3 separate regions of the Sus scrofa genome follow, and regions 1 and 3 are each linked to region 2. A link is a contact called in public Hi-C data. All regions are on one chromosome and are shown on one strand. The core of a region is the stretch at or near the end of the contact, and the rest is flanking DNA. Distances in the headings are between cores, read along the strand shown.

Evidence for each region. A called contact is a pair of places that touch in the nucleus more often than the background predicts.
Region 1: a Hi-C map of liver shows a contact between it and region 2, with 3 times the contacts expected there. The contact joins the promoter of ZNF503 here to the promoter of COMTD1 in region 2. A contact is called at or near these places in 9 of 47 Hi-C or Micro-C datasets (embryonic fibroblasts, heart right ventricle, liver and 4 more) and 1 of 2 datasets of contacts at active chromatin or transcription factors (skeletal muscle).
Region 3: a contact with region 2 is called in a Hi-C map of skeletal muscle, with 4 times the contacts expected there. The contact joins the enhancer-like site here to the promoter of COMTD1 in region 2. A contact is called at or near these places in 12 of 47 Hi-C or Micro-C datasets (alveolar macrophages, embryonic fibroblasts, epiblast stem cells and 7 more) and 2 of 2 datasets of contacts at active chromatin or transcription factors (alveolar macrophages and skeletal muscle).

The regions. Positions count from the first base shown.
Region 1 is chr14:77,927,413-77,931,968 of Sscrofa11.1, reverse strand. ZNF503 (zinc finger protein 503) reads left to right here and starts at 3,215. Exons shown (of 2, transcript XM_021073148.1): 1 at 3,215-4,290. The coding sequence starts at 3,988. It overlaps LOC106506044 (a long non-coding RNA gene), which reads right to left and starts at 2,549. Exons shown (of 3, transcript XR_001301017.2): 1 at 1,777-2,549; 2 at 1,108-1,170.
Region 2 is chr14:77,785,052-77,789,531 of Sscrofa11.1, reverse strand. It overlaps COMTD1 (catechol O-methyltransferase domain-containing protein 1), which reads left to right and starts at 2,661. Exons shown (of 7, transcript XM_021073150.1): 1 at 2,661-2,885; 2 at 3,068-3,195; 3 at 3,448-3,553; 4 at 3,643-3,761; 5 at 3,849-3,903; 6 at 4,110-4,243; 7 at 4,446-4,480. The coding sequence starts at 2,792. LOC106507128 reads right to left here and starts at 334. Exons shown (of 7, transcript XM_021073149.1): 1 at 123-334.
Region 3 is chr14:77,607,699-77,611,846 of Sscrofa11.1, reverse strand. All of the region lies in intron 3 of DUPD1 (dual specificity phosphatase DUPD1), which reads left to right. It overlaps LOC110256662 (a long non-coding RNA gene), which reads right to left. Exons shown (of 4, transcript XR_002338519.1): 3 at 2,641-2,724; 4 at 1-278. Among named protein-coding and RNA genes, the nearest start is that of DUPD1, 33 kb to the left of the region's middle. Within about 2 kb of position 1,471, at least 2 of the 83 cell types and tissues checked have an H3K27ac peak or open chromatin away from gene starts, as enhancers often do. A contact at or near this core is called in skeletal muscle, where this site is marked.

The sequences.
Region 1 (4,556 bases), core at 1,966-4,465, 140 kb before region 2:
CAGGCGGATTATCTTCGAGGGAGATTAATAGGGGAGGCGGGCTGCAATAATAATCGTTTTGTTTGATGTGACAACTCTGATAGGCGTTGATTTACTTACAAACTGATAGGCTTTTAATTGAGCGCCTCCGCCGAGCCCGAGATGAAAGGGAAGCGGCGGTGAAAGGCGGCCCGCCTGCCCTCCGGCCTCAATACTGATTAGCCATCTCGACAGTGAATAGTTCAAGGCATTTTCAAACTTTTTTCCTCAGCTCTCTCCCCTTCCTTCTCTTCCCACCCCCCTCCTCAAATATCTGCCAAGCCCACTTCTTTTTTAGAGAAAACAAATCATTTCCATTGTGTGCAAATAAAATCCGCAGGACGTCCAGGCCATCGCCGCTGGGGGTTGGAGGCATTAGGCCTAGCGCGGAGTAATTAATAACTCCCCCACTCCCACCCCAGGCCGGCGCGGCCTTCGGGGATTTGGCCTCTCCCTCGAGGTGTGCAGGCTCAAGTGCCGACGACTAGAGAAAACCCGGGGCGCGCAGGCCCCCAGGCGCCCCCATGCGCTCGCACCTTCGGAGTTGGGTTTTGCGGAGAGCAAACGCACGCGGATCAAGACCCGCGCGCGCGCCGCAACGCGCAGGCCAGCGAATGTGCGCAACCACACCGCGGCACGCTCATTCCCCGGGGGCGCGAGGGCCACTTTCTGGTTGCCCCCAGCCGACGGGGGTAAAAGAAAGCCACTGGAATTCCAGGAGAAAAAAAGGACTGAGTCTGGAGGCTGAGGAGGCTGGAAGAGACGCCCGCGGTCACCTCCATCTCCGGCTGCCGCCCCCAGTATTCAGTGCTTGAGCCTCGCCGCGGCGACCCGGGGCCCACAGCTGGGCTTGCGGAGCTGGGAGATCGACAGTTGATCTGGGCCGACAACTCGAAAGCCGCGCACCCAAAGACACGGACATACACTAACAGACCCTCAGGATACATTGGCCTCACAGGGTCTGCCCTGCGGAGACAGTTCAGAACTGTCCCGCTCTCAGAAAGGGCACCTAGGACTCACTCCCCCAAGATTATTCATATAACCTTCACCACCTCGCATGTGGCCTTGCCACGGTCTCAACGGACTCACCTTCCTCCGTTGTCGCACAGGCAGACATTCCAGACCCCCTTGAAGGCAGGTGTGTTGTTACACCTAAACACAGGCACTCATAACTGACAGACTCCCCATATACACACCGCCCCATTCCCCTCTTCTCCAAATTATCTTTAGTCAAGTTACAATCTCATTAAGTTTACCAACCTAAAGGATCAAGGAATAAAACGCCTAAAAAGAATGCCTAGGAGAAAATTCTAAAACTCACCCCCAGAAAGTTCTCGGTATCACTGTTCAGTGGGAGACATAGACAGACAGAGAGGAGGGAGAGGGGAATGAGGTGATGAGAGAGGAGAGGGCGAGCACGCCGAGGGCAAGTCCCACACCCGACTTCCACGCCCAAGGGGCTCAGCGGCGGGTGAGCGCCGGTGGAAACCGGCTCTCCAGGCCCAGCCCCCGCACCCCCCAGCGCGGATACAAACTGGCTCCCGGCTCCCCTGCGCTCCCTGCCCCACCATTTATCAAAAGGACTTGACAACAAAAGAAGAGCCGGGGCGGAAAAGTGGGGGAGGGTAGATTCAAAGTCTTCCAAGTCCTTCCGAGGAAGGGGATGTGTCCTCGCTCTCGACCCCTTCCAGTTTCTGCGAGTTTTTGGAGGTGACCCCCGAACTCGCTCCCAACGCTACCAAAGCCCTGACAACTCACACAGCGGCACAGGCATTCATGCACACTTCTGCACCCAGATCCAGGTACTCAGAGTCGCGCACAGCGCCTCCCCTCTTCCTTCCAAACAGCCCGAGTGACGGTGCAAATCGAGGGGAACGCGGCAGTCCCGCTCCGCTTCCCTGGAAGAGCCAGTGTTCCCACAGGCAGCCACTCCCTCCCTCTCTCGTTCCTTCTTTCTGCTTTCTCTGAGCAGGTCAGTCCCGGCTCGGCGTTCCAATAAATTCTAGCGGGCAGAGGGGAGTAACACCGGCTATCTAGCCTGCGGGGATGGCGCAAGGTGAAGGAAGGGTTGAGGAGGGGGCATGAGTGAGCCTGAAATGTATCTCTCCCAAACACACACGGTCAGGCCTCTTCTTTGTAGCCTCCTAGCCCTAGCCACGATTGTGGAGACGTCAAAGAATTGAGGCTAGGGGTACCCCATCATTGACCTCCAGGACTCAAGGTTATATTGGTGGTGTGGCTCTTAGAAGTCTCCGAGTTTAGGGTCCCGGCACTACGCGGGGTGGGGTCCGCGGCAGGGCAGCCTAAAGACTGAACGCTACACGTCCAGGAGGGACTATCTTGACTGGGGGCTGGGGGTAGGGGTGGAAATCTCCCGTGTTAGACGTCGCCACCGCCCGTCTCGATACCCGGAGCGGCTCCTAACTCCGCGGCCCCAATGGACAGGAAACCCAGAGGTGGAAGGGTGTACCTATCTCCGATATCGAAAGGAACGAGGCGCACACCCCAGGCCAGAGCACCCCTCCCGGCGCCCTGGGCGCACCTGCGCACTTTACTCTCACTATTCATTTTCCCGACACTGAGCGTCTTTCTCCTCTTCCATTCTTTTTCTTAGAGCCCCCAGCTCTCATCCCAGGAGGCTGCTCCTCTTTCCCCCTCTTCCAATTCCCCCTCGGTCTCTTCCTCTCCGTCTCTCTCTCCCTCTTTTTCCCTTCAAGTCGCACCCGCCTTGTAATCAGCAACAAAAGCTGACATAAATCACCGGCGGATTGACAAGAGCTGACAAATAACTGATTGATTGCGGTCGAGGAACATTGACAATTGATGGAGGGGTGGAGATGCCCAAAGAACTGGTGGGGAGGGGGGAGAAGAAGAGAGGGTGGCAGGGGAGAGTAAGAATGGGGGGGGGCGCTGAGTGTGAAACAGAGGAAACATGTGACCCCCGCTCCTGCCCCAATCTGCGCATCCCCGGGCGTCACGTGGCCGGGAAGGGCGGGGAGCCTAGCACACCCAGCGGAGACGTGCCTCCACCGCCTCCTCTTCCCACCTGACTTCTGGTTTCTCCGCCGCCGAATCTCAAGAAATCAAAGCGGGCGGGCAGCCGGACCAACTCCAACGCCTGCTCCCCACCTTTCCTTACCCAGGCGGCCGCACCGCAATTGATTTCAGTTACTGAGGAGGAGGAGAGAATATTTACTGTGTGCGCCCCCTGTGCGTCCCTGGAGTTGACAGTCCGGCTGTGGTCCAGATTCCTGCCGGAGCTCCTTACGAACACCCTCAATCTATTCCTCATACGCACCCTCCTGCAAAAGGTTTCAGTTTATTCTCGAGCTGGGGAAAGGAAGGACGACGAGGAAGAAAAAAGAGGGAGGCGGCAGATAGCAAACGTAGAATAAATGTCCAGCTCGTCCTCCGAGCGAAATCAAGGGAGGGGACACGCAGGGGGAGAGGCGAAGTGGGAGCTGCCCATTAAAACCAGTGCTGAGAGTCCTGGCGGCGGCGGCAGCAGCGGCGCGGGACGCGTCACATCCCCTTGACCCTCCAATCACCTCGGGCTCCCATTTGATTGGAAGGCGGCAAAGGCTTTAATCTCCCCCTCGGTGCAGCTGCTTTTGAAGTGAGTTTCCTCGCCAGAGCCCCGGCTGGACAGGCAGCGGCTCACATCGCAGAGCGCAGCGCCAGCGCCGGGCCGCGAGTGCGCAGCGCAGGGGCACAGCCCGAGGCGGATACGGCGAGCCACCCGGCACTCCCGCAGTCGGGCCGGCTCCTCCCGCTCGGCCACGGCTCCGCTGCGGGCCACCCAGGATTATTCGCTTCTGGCTCCAGGCGCCGAGAAGGCGCGCTGGGCGCCGGTGGCCGCCTCGCCAGCTCCTCCTGCTGCTCCTGCTCCCCGGGCGAGCGCGCAGCCCCGAGCCCGCCCCGCGCCTCGCGGAGCCCTCCCCCCGCTGCTCCCATGCGCGCGGGTGGGTCATGAGCACAGCGCCCTCGCTTTCTGCCCTAAGAAGCAGTAAGCACAGCGGCGGCGGCGGCGGCAGCAGTGCGGACCCTGCCTGGACCAGCGCGCTCTCTGGAAATAGCTCCGGCCCCGGCCCAGGCTCGTCCCCGGCCGGCAGCACCAAGCCTTTTGTGCACGCCGTGCCCCCCTCTGACCCTCTCCGCCAGGCTAACCGCCTGCCTATCAAGGTGCTGAAGATGCTGACCGCACGGACTGGCCACATTTTGCACCCCGAATACCTGCAGCCCTTGCCTTCCACTCCTGTCAGCCCCATAGAGGTAAAGACCCTATCCCCGGATCGCGCTGGGACCACCACCCGGCTGCTGCTCTCGGGATCTGGGGGTTGGAAGGTGGGGGTATCGGAGTGATTCAGCTTCGGGATGGGGGGAGAGGATAGTGCTCCCGCACCTTAAAACTAGGGTGGAAAGGGGGGAGGAGGTAGAACGGGGTGTGAATGCTGAGAGACAAGGCAGCCAAAACTTGTTTCTCCCTTTGGTATTAAAACGCCTTCCACGACTCAGGCCCCCTTACTTTCAGCCCAGAA
Region 2 (4,480 bases), core at 1,412-3,911:
GCAGAAATGATCCCCCCTCCCCACCCCTGGGGGCAGCAGCCCACATCCACGTGGCCCTCTAGGGAGGCCCAGCTCCCACTGCCACCATGGGGCCACCACCAAGGAAAAGGATCAAAACCTACTTTGCCTTCAGCCCCCTGGCCTTCTAAGAAAAGCCTCTGTAACAGATTCAGAGGCGACACTTTGCTCCCTTCATTGTGAGCTGAGACACTGGCGCTGTAATAGAAGAGACAAGAAATGAGTAGAGAACAGGGGGAGGGAGGTGGAAAAATTAAATTTTGCGTGATCAGCAAGGTTTCAAACAATCGCTCGCCAACTGAAGTGGGTGCCACGTCTATAAGTCATTCTGTTTTATAGACCATTAGGATCTCCAGAGAGAACCTGCATGGAGACCACTGCTTTTTGTTGAAATTAAAATGTCAGAGAAAAAGAAATAGAACAAAACAGGGAATCTGCAATTAATTACCAGGCCATAAAAATTCAATAATCAGGAGGCAGAGCAGCCGCGGGCCCAGAGGTATCAGAGCCAGCGTAACAAGAATGGAATACATTAATCTTTTCAAATTAGTTTTTTAATCTGACGGGGATATATGGTGACATGCCTCCCCTCCCTGCTTGCCGCCCACCTCCACAGGCTGAGGCCTGAAACCAGGCTCCGGAGAGAGGCTCTGGTGTGAGCTGGGGGTCTGCCCAAACCCAGACCCCCAGGCAGGAAAGAGAGTACAGGCTTGCAGCCCCAGCCGTGCCGGGGTGGAAGGGCCCCAGCAAAGGTGCTAGGAAAGCACGTGGGAGTCTGGTTTCCTCTGGGTCAGAAGAGCTTATAGGCATGTCCCTCTCTGGCCAGAGGACTTAAGAAAGCATAGAGCAGGACCTGCGGAGTAAGCATGGAGGAATGGTCTCTCTGAGCTGTGGTTTGTTCCGTTGGAAAATGGGAATAATATCGCAGCTTCACGTGGAGGCTGGATGTATAGTGGCTGGTGCTCAATAAAATGTCCCTTATTGTTACTATTTTTACTGTCCAGACCCGCAGCTCAGGCAGCCAAGAGCCCGAGGCACCGCCAGCACACTATTCAGGGAACATTTATTTAGCACTTGCTGTGTGCACAGCTCTGGAAGAGAAGAGGACAGCGGCTTCAGTCCTTACCCTGCAGAATCAGACTCATAGTCAGGTTGGGAAACATTTACAGGGCCAAGCAGGATGTAGATAATCAAAAGGTAAGAGGAAAAACGCTTCTCTTCCAAGCTGGCCGCATGCTTGGCAACAGGCAGACGGGAGGAGCTGGGAGGGCGGACCCAGACCCACCCAGCAGCAAACCACGGGCTCCTCCCCTGAATACCGCCCGGGACTGTGGACTGATTGGTCAAAGGATCAGCCCCACCCCTGTGTCTGATAGGAGGCCACGCCTTCCGCCCCTGCGCGGCCTCGCCACCCACCCCCCACCGCCCCGCTCACCCTGGCCCAGGGCTCGCGAAGCTCGGATCAGTCCCAGCTCGCCCGGGACTTCAGGCTTAGCCAAGCCAGTCCCTCAACAAACCCAGCAACAAGGCTGTCTCTGAGCCCTGCTGGGGCTGAGCCTCGCCTGGGAAGCCCCTGGTGGAGTTCCAGTCTGCCCAGTGTGGTTGCCGAAGGGCTGGAGGGCCCTTCGTGTCAGGGGACAGCCGCAGAGTTGTCTGATGGAATTTGACTCCTTTTATAATTATAGCTCACTAAGTGCCGGGCCCTGTGTAAATCCTTCACCCGGATTTTCTCATTTCATCCCCCAGAGGTTAGGACTACTAAGAACCCCACTGTACAGAAGAGCAAATTCTGAAGCTGGGGCTGCTCACCACTTCCCTGTGTCCTGCGGTCTCTGAGCCCAGCTTCACTAATACAAGCCAGGAACACCTTTCTCTTAGCCCCACTCGGCACAGTTGATGTTCAATCAGTGCTTACTGGATGGCAGCCCTGCGCAACAGCCCTGCAAAGGGGCCTCACCTGTCCTCCGGTCACTTTCCTCCCCAAGATTTCTTCACTCCAACCTATGATTATAACAGCAGCTGCTATTTCTCGAGCACTTACTGTGTGCCAGGCCATGGATGGGATCTGGTGCCATTAACAGTAAGAGAATGGTCCCAGTTTTACACAAAGGAAACTGAGGCTCAGAGAGACTGATGGGCCCAAGATCTCACACCTATGTCTAGCTGGCTCCCAAGAGCAGGATTCTAACTAAGGATATTGGCACAGAGCTCAATCAACCAGATCTTACCCGGGGCTCCCGAACCCCACCTCTGGTTATGCCTCCTAAAATTACACTCCTTCAGCCTGATACCCTTGGTAACCTCCTCCAAGAGGCCTCCTCTGATTCTCTCAGTCCTTCCCAGGGATCCTTTAATTTCTATCGCTTTGTACCTTTACTATCCTGTTACACCAACGGTCTACTCACCCACCCAATATGCCCTAAGGGGTTCTCAGCAAAAGTGGTAGCGATGAGGAAGAACCATAACCAAGAGTAGCATCACATTTTTCTTTCCTGACTCAGGCCCCTAGACCTCCGGTGACCGAGAAAGAAAGCAACCCCTGATGTAGTGCTTCCTCCCCGCCGGGCGCAGTTCCGAACGTGGCCACCAGATGACGACGGATCCACTTGGGTGGGGCTTGCAGTAAGGCAGTGCTGCCGCCAGATGGTACTCGAGACCGCAGTTCCGAGGTCACTGCCCCGGCGGGGTGGAGCCGCCAGGGTCCGCGGGTCCCAGGGAGGTCCCAGTAGCCTCAGCGCAGGTGAACAGGACGCCGCCGTCTCCAGCCTACACCATGACCCAGCCGGTGCCCCGGCTCTCTGTGCCCGCCGCGCTGGCCTTGGGTTCGGCCGCACTGGGCGCCGCCTTTGCCAGCGGCCTCTTCCTCGGTGAGTATGTCGGGGCCTTTGGCACCCTCCGCAGAGCCCCTGGGCGGGCACCGGAGTAGAGCCCCCGCGGGCGGGCGGGCACTGGAGCAGAGCCCATGAATCCGCGAGGCTGGCTGCGGCTGAGGGTCAGCCCTGGTGCCCAAGAGCCCCAGTCCCTGATCCCAGCACCCACTACCCGGTAGGGAGACGGTTCCCTCCACGGCGATCCCGGCAAGAGAAGCGACTGCTGCCCCCTGAGGACAGCCCCCTGTGGCAGTATCTGCTGAGCCGCTCCCTGCGGGAACACCCGGCGCTGCGGAGTCTGCGGCTGGTCAGCAGGGCCAAGGGGGCGGGAACAGGCGCCCACCGCGGGCCCATTTGGGCCCACGTGGTTATGTGACCTTGGGCGGGGCGGTGGCCCTCTCTGGGCTTTCCCGCTCCCCAGGCGGCTCTCAGTGGGCGTTCCGCGAGGGCACGCCCCTGGGCCACGCCTGCAACCCCCCTCGGGGCGGGGGGAAGCTCTGAACCTGGGGTGGAGCTGGGTAACTGGCAGAGCTATGCGACCCTCTCCTCTCCCACGCAGCTGACCTTGGAGCAGCCGCAGGGGGATTCCATGATGACCTGTGAGCAGGCCCAGCTCCTAGCCAACCTGGCTCGCCTCATCAAGGCTAAGAAGGCGCTGGATCTGGGTAGGGCGCTCATTCGGGGTCACTGGGGGCCGGAGTCACCGGGCCATCCTCCTACTCTGGCCTGAACCTGTCGGTGTCCATGTTCCCAGGCACTTTCACAGGCTACTCAGCCCTAGCGTTGGCCCTGGCGCTGCCGCCTGCCGGGCGCGTGGTGACCTGCGAAGTTGATGCGGGGCCCCCAGAGCTGGGGCGGCCCCTGTGGAGGCAGGTGAGTGTCCCCCATGCCTGAGGTCCCGGTCAGGCGACTGGAGCCCCGGCACCCCCAGCTCCGGCTCTGACCCCGCCCCTTCCGCAGGCTGAGGAGGAGCACAAGATCGACCTTCGGTTGAAGCCTGCCTTGGAAACCCTGGGTGAGGAACGGAGCGGAAAGGGCCTTGGCGCCGTTTTCCTAGTGGGTCCGCTGGGCAGGCTTCTTGGGCACTGACAGCACCCCCGCCCCCTAGTACGCGGCCACATGCAGGGAGGCAGGGCCGGCACTTCCGAGGCCGGTCCTGAATGGCCACCGCGCCTGGGCCGGCCTGCGCACTCAGCTGCATCTGCCTCTCCTTCCCGCAAGACGAGCTCCTGGCCGCGGGCGAGGCTGGCACCTTCGATGTGGCCGTGGTGGACGCAGACAAGGAGAACTGCACCGCTTACTATGAGCGCTGCCTTCAGCTGCTGCGACCTGGGGGCGTCCTCGCTGTACTCAATGTAAGGGACAGCCCTGGAGTAAAGACTATCGGGCTGGGTCTTTTCCTTAGGCTCCTCCCTACGCCCCGCCCCCATACCCCAGAACCCTACCACGTCAACTGCTACTCCCAGGTATTTCCAGGCTTTCACCTGAGTCCTCAGTCCCTGCCTCCTGCGCTGGCACCTCCCGGGCCCCGCCCCCTGATGCCCCACCCCTCCACAGGTCTTGTGCCATGGAGAGGTGTTGCAGCCTCAACC
Region 3 (4,148 bases), core at 222-2,721, 180 kb after region 2:
GGTCTGGTAGGCTTTGGAGAAGACAGGGTTGGGTTCAAATTCACGTTGCCCAACTTAATAACAAGGTGATTTCTCTGAGCCTTGGTTTCTCCATCCGGTGATGAAAACACTTACCTTGAAAGGTTATAATGAAGATCAGCAGTAACCCACATAAAGCACTTAGCACAGACCCTGGTGCACAGCAGGCTCTCACATGTGTTTGATAAAGAGAGGTCGCGCACCACCAAGCATATAACCTCACCAGCACGTGCTCATCATAATAATAAAATTTCCAATCCCTAAAGAAAAAAAAAAAAAAAGGAAAAAAGACATTCCAACTTTGAACTACAGTGGTACAATATACACACATGACAGCTTGTCTGGTTCCTGGCACATCATTTTAGAGTCTGCGCCCACTGCTGGATTAGGAAAGAATGGGCTGGGCAGGTCACAGAGCATCCATGTGGTAATGTCAGGCGGGTGTGGATTGTACAGGTAGACCTGGTGGCTGAAAACACCTAGCAAAGAAAAGGTCAGGAGGGGAAAGTATATATACAGGGCAGAGGACATGCAGGCTAGACCACTTGGCTGGGGGTGGGGAGCAGATAGAACCCTGGTGCCAAGTGGGAGGCTGGATTCTCTTCTCTGTGCGCTTTGCACTTGTGTATCTAAAGACATCCTCTGAGTTCCCGTTGTGACTCAGCGGCAATGAACCTGACTGGTATCCCTGAGTATGTGGGTGCAATCTCTGGCCTCGATCAGTGGGTTAAGAATCCAGCATTGCCGTGAACTACAGTGTAGGTCACAGACGTGGCTCGGATCCCATGTTGCTGTGGCTGTGGTGTAGGCCAGCAGCTACAGCTCTGATTGGACCCCTAGCCTGAGAACCTCTATATGCCTTGGGTATAGGCCTGAAAACATTCATTCATTAATTAATTAAATTTAATTAAATAAAGATGTGCTCAAGATGAGGGTTCAAGGGCCAGCCCTTCAGGACTGGGCAGAGGCCATTGATGGGTGAAGCTGGCTGTGTGTTAGGTCAGGGTTGTGGCTAGGGGGTGCCTGTGGCTAAGCTGAGAGCCCCAAATCCCTTCCCAAGGGGGCAGCTGCTACTCAGTCCCAATCAACGATTGTCCTGTGAGAATCGTGCCAGGGCGGCAGATCTCACATTTCGGGAAAAGTCCCCAGTCGGGACTTTCACATAACATTGCTCAAATTTTAAGCCTTGGCCACAAATCGAACATTTCTGAAAATGCAGCCAAGTCCAAACCAAAGAAACTCAATGGCTGTCCGTCTGTAACCTGTGCCCTGAGTAGTCAGCGTAACAAAATAAAACACTCGTTAGCTCAGCAACGACATCGTCCCAGACTCCATTTGTGATGATGGCAGGTGCTCAGCCCGCATGGCACATGAAGCAGGCAGCCTGCATGGGTCCAGTCACACTCTGGAAAGCCAAGGGACACTCCTGTAGCACGGTCGAGCCAGATGCTCTCGTATGTTTCTTATTATACTCTTGATGTCAGAGGTGTCAGCGGACAGTCTGGCCAAAAGGCAAGACCTATCTTTTTCCACTCTGTCTTTCCTGTTCTTCCTTGGCTCCTTTCAGCCTAGTGTTCACTGTTTCCCACCACTGCCCCTCAGGGCCAGTGTTGATCACTCTTTTTGAAAGGCAACCTTTGCAGTGCTATAGAGCTGCATGCGTGGTCTGTAACCAGCCCCAGGGGCCCATGGCTATATCTACCCTCCCCTGACCTGAGCCTTCCCAAAGAGCCCACCAGGCAACCTCAGCCACTCCTGAAAAATCTTAGAATCTAATTCTGTGTTCTACCCTGAGCGCTGGGGCAACAGAGACCCAGGGAAGCCAAGTGATGGGTCACAGAGCTCATCAGAGGCCAGTGGGAATCTCTTCTGTCACTCAGGCCTCATGGAAGAGTCCATTGTCCTTCCTTGGAGCATCTGGTGACTTTGCTATATATGGGGTCTCCAGATATTATGGAAGGTGAGACACTGCAGCTGGTTAGAGGATCTAAAACAACCGACCTAGTCATTCTTCATCAGAAAAAGAAGTACTGACGAAAATACTGCCACGGGAGCCCCATTTGGGCTGCCATCCCTGCTCCTGGCCTGGCATCCTCCGAGCTGAATTACCGTGGTTTTAATTTAATGAAATCTTCTAAGAAATCCCAGGGCAGCTACTACGAGGCTCTAAACATTCAGCTTTTAGTATCACCACTCTCCCTTCAGTCTTTCTTTTTCTTAAACAAACAGTCCATAGGCTGATTTTGAAGCCATCTTAAAATCTATCACGGATAAGGTAGGTATGAATAAATAAATGAAGTCTACGTTTGAGCAGGAGGTTGAGTCTCTGGTGCCTCTAAGCTTTAACCAGACCAGATTTTCAGGGTGTTTTAAGGGTCTCTTGACCCACTATAGCACCCACAGGCCTGCCCACTGGCAGTTTAAAAACACACCATGCATCCTTTTTCCAAGGACTTCTGCATGTGCAGAGCTATTTGGGTAGATGTATGAACCTTGCCTTTGCAGGCTCCCTGGCAGTGAGTGGAAGGCAAAGGGCACCCCCTAAACCAAGGAAATGGGTCTGGGTGGGTTGGTGGATAACAGGCTTGACCTACAAGTCTGATTTGAGTGATAGAGGCCTACCTTCTGGTCACCAGGGAAGACGTGCCAGTAGTGAACAGTAAGATTCTGGATTCATCTTTTCTTTATAACATTGTGGGAGTCCACCTTTTGGTAAAGACCAAAGGAAAAATAGTTCATCTTTCAAACCTAGTTTGTGGCCTATCAGTGGGTTATAAAATCAATTTAGGAATTCCCATCATGCACAGTGGTTAATGAATCTGACTAGGAATCATGAGGTTGTGGGTTCGATCCCTGGCCTTGCTCAGTGGGTTAAGGATCCAGCATTGCTGTGGCTGTGGCGTAGGCCAGCGGCTACAGCTCCAATTCCACCCCTAGCCTGGGAACCTCCATATGCCATGGGTGCAGTCCTAGAAAAGACAAAAAAATACAAAAAAAAAAAACAAAAACAAAAAGAAATCAATTTAGTAGCTGCAGCCAGCATTTCTTTTTTTTTTTTAATGGAATAGATTAGAAAAGAGAAAATGTCAGCATGCATTGCATGTAATAAAAGCACAAATTATGTGGTGAAATTCTTATCTGATATACACACACATGTGACGCCTTAGTATCCAGGCCTCTGGCATCAGCGGCCTGGGCTTGAATATGGGGGTAGGGTGAGCCCAGGTACCATGGAGGGAGCCGTGAATTTTATGATTTGTGTAGAGGGGGTCACACAAAAAAAGTTTGAAAGGCACTGATCTACAAAATGCCAACCTGGCAATACTCCCCTGGCTTGGGACCCTACCCCTGGCTGGCCTCTAACTCCTAGAGAGCCTCTGGCTTCCTCTGCTGTGGGCCATGCTGGGAACAGGCTAAAGGCAGCCCATGCAGTTTCTCACCATTCAATGCCCAAAGGGTGGTCCTTAGCAGAGCCACAGAGCAAAGAGGGAGCAGTGCCTTGAGAGTCTGGGGACAAACCCTCTGCCCCAGGGAGGCCCAGCAAGCCATGTAGCCCACGGCACTAGCGCTGCTGTCTTAAAAGCAAAATTCAGCCAGAAGGAGCGAAGCCTCCCACCTCCTTTCCCTTTTCCCTGCCCACCACCTACCCCCCCACTTAACAGACTACAGGCTCCCCGAAGACTTAATGAACTACAGCTTGCGTCTGTTTTAAGTTTTTGGTCATGACAGAAAGAATTACCCTTTTTGCCAGGGGAGGAAGAAATGCTTTAGTTATCAGAAGAGCTGGCAAGGGGCCAGGCAGCCTCTGGAACGGTGTGTGGGGATCAGAATGCCAGAGGTAAACATTCCACTCCAGGAGGTAGCCATGCCCAGGAGAGCTGGGCCAGCACCCCCCGAGCCCCACCCAGCACCCAGGAAGCTGGCCCTGCTCCTCACCCTCTGGCCTTTCTGGCCAAGCTGCCCAAGGAGAAGGTAGGGGTGGGAGTTCCCTTCATGGCTCAGTGGTTAACAAACTCAACTAGGATCCATGAGGATGTGGATTCAATCCCTGGCCTCGCTCAGTGGGTTAAGGATCCGGCGTTGCTGTGAGCTGTGGTGTAGGTTGCAGATGTGGCTCAGATCCTGCATTG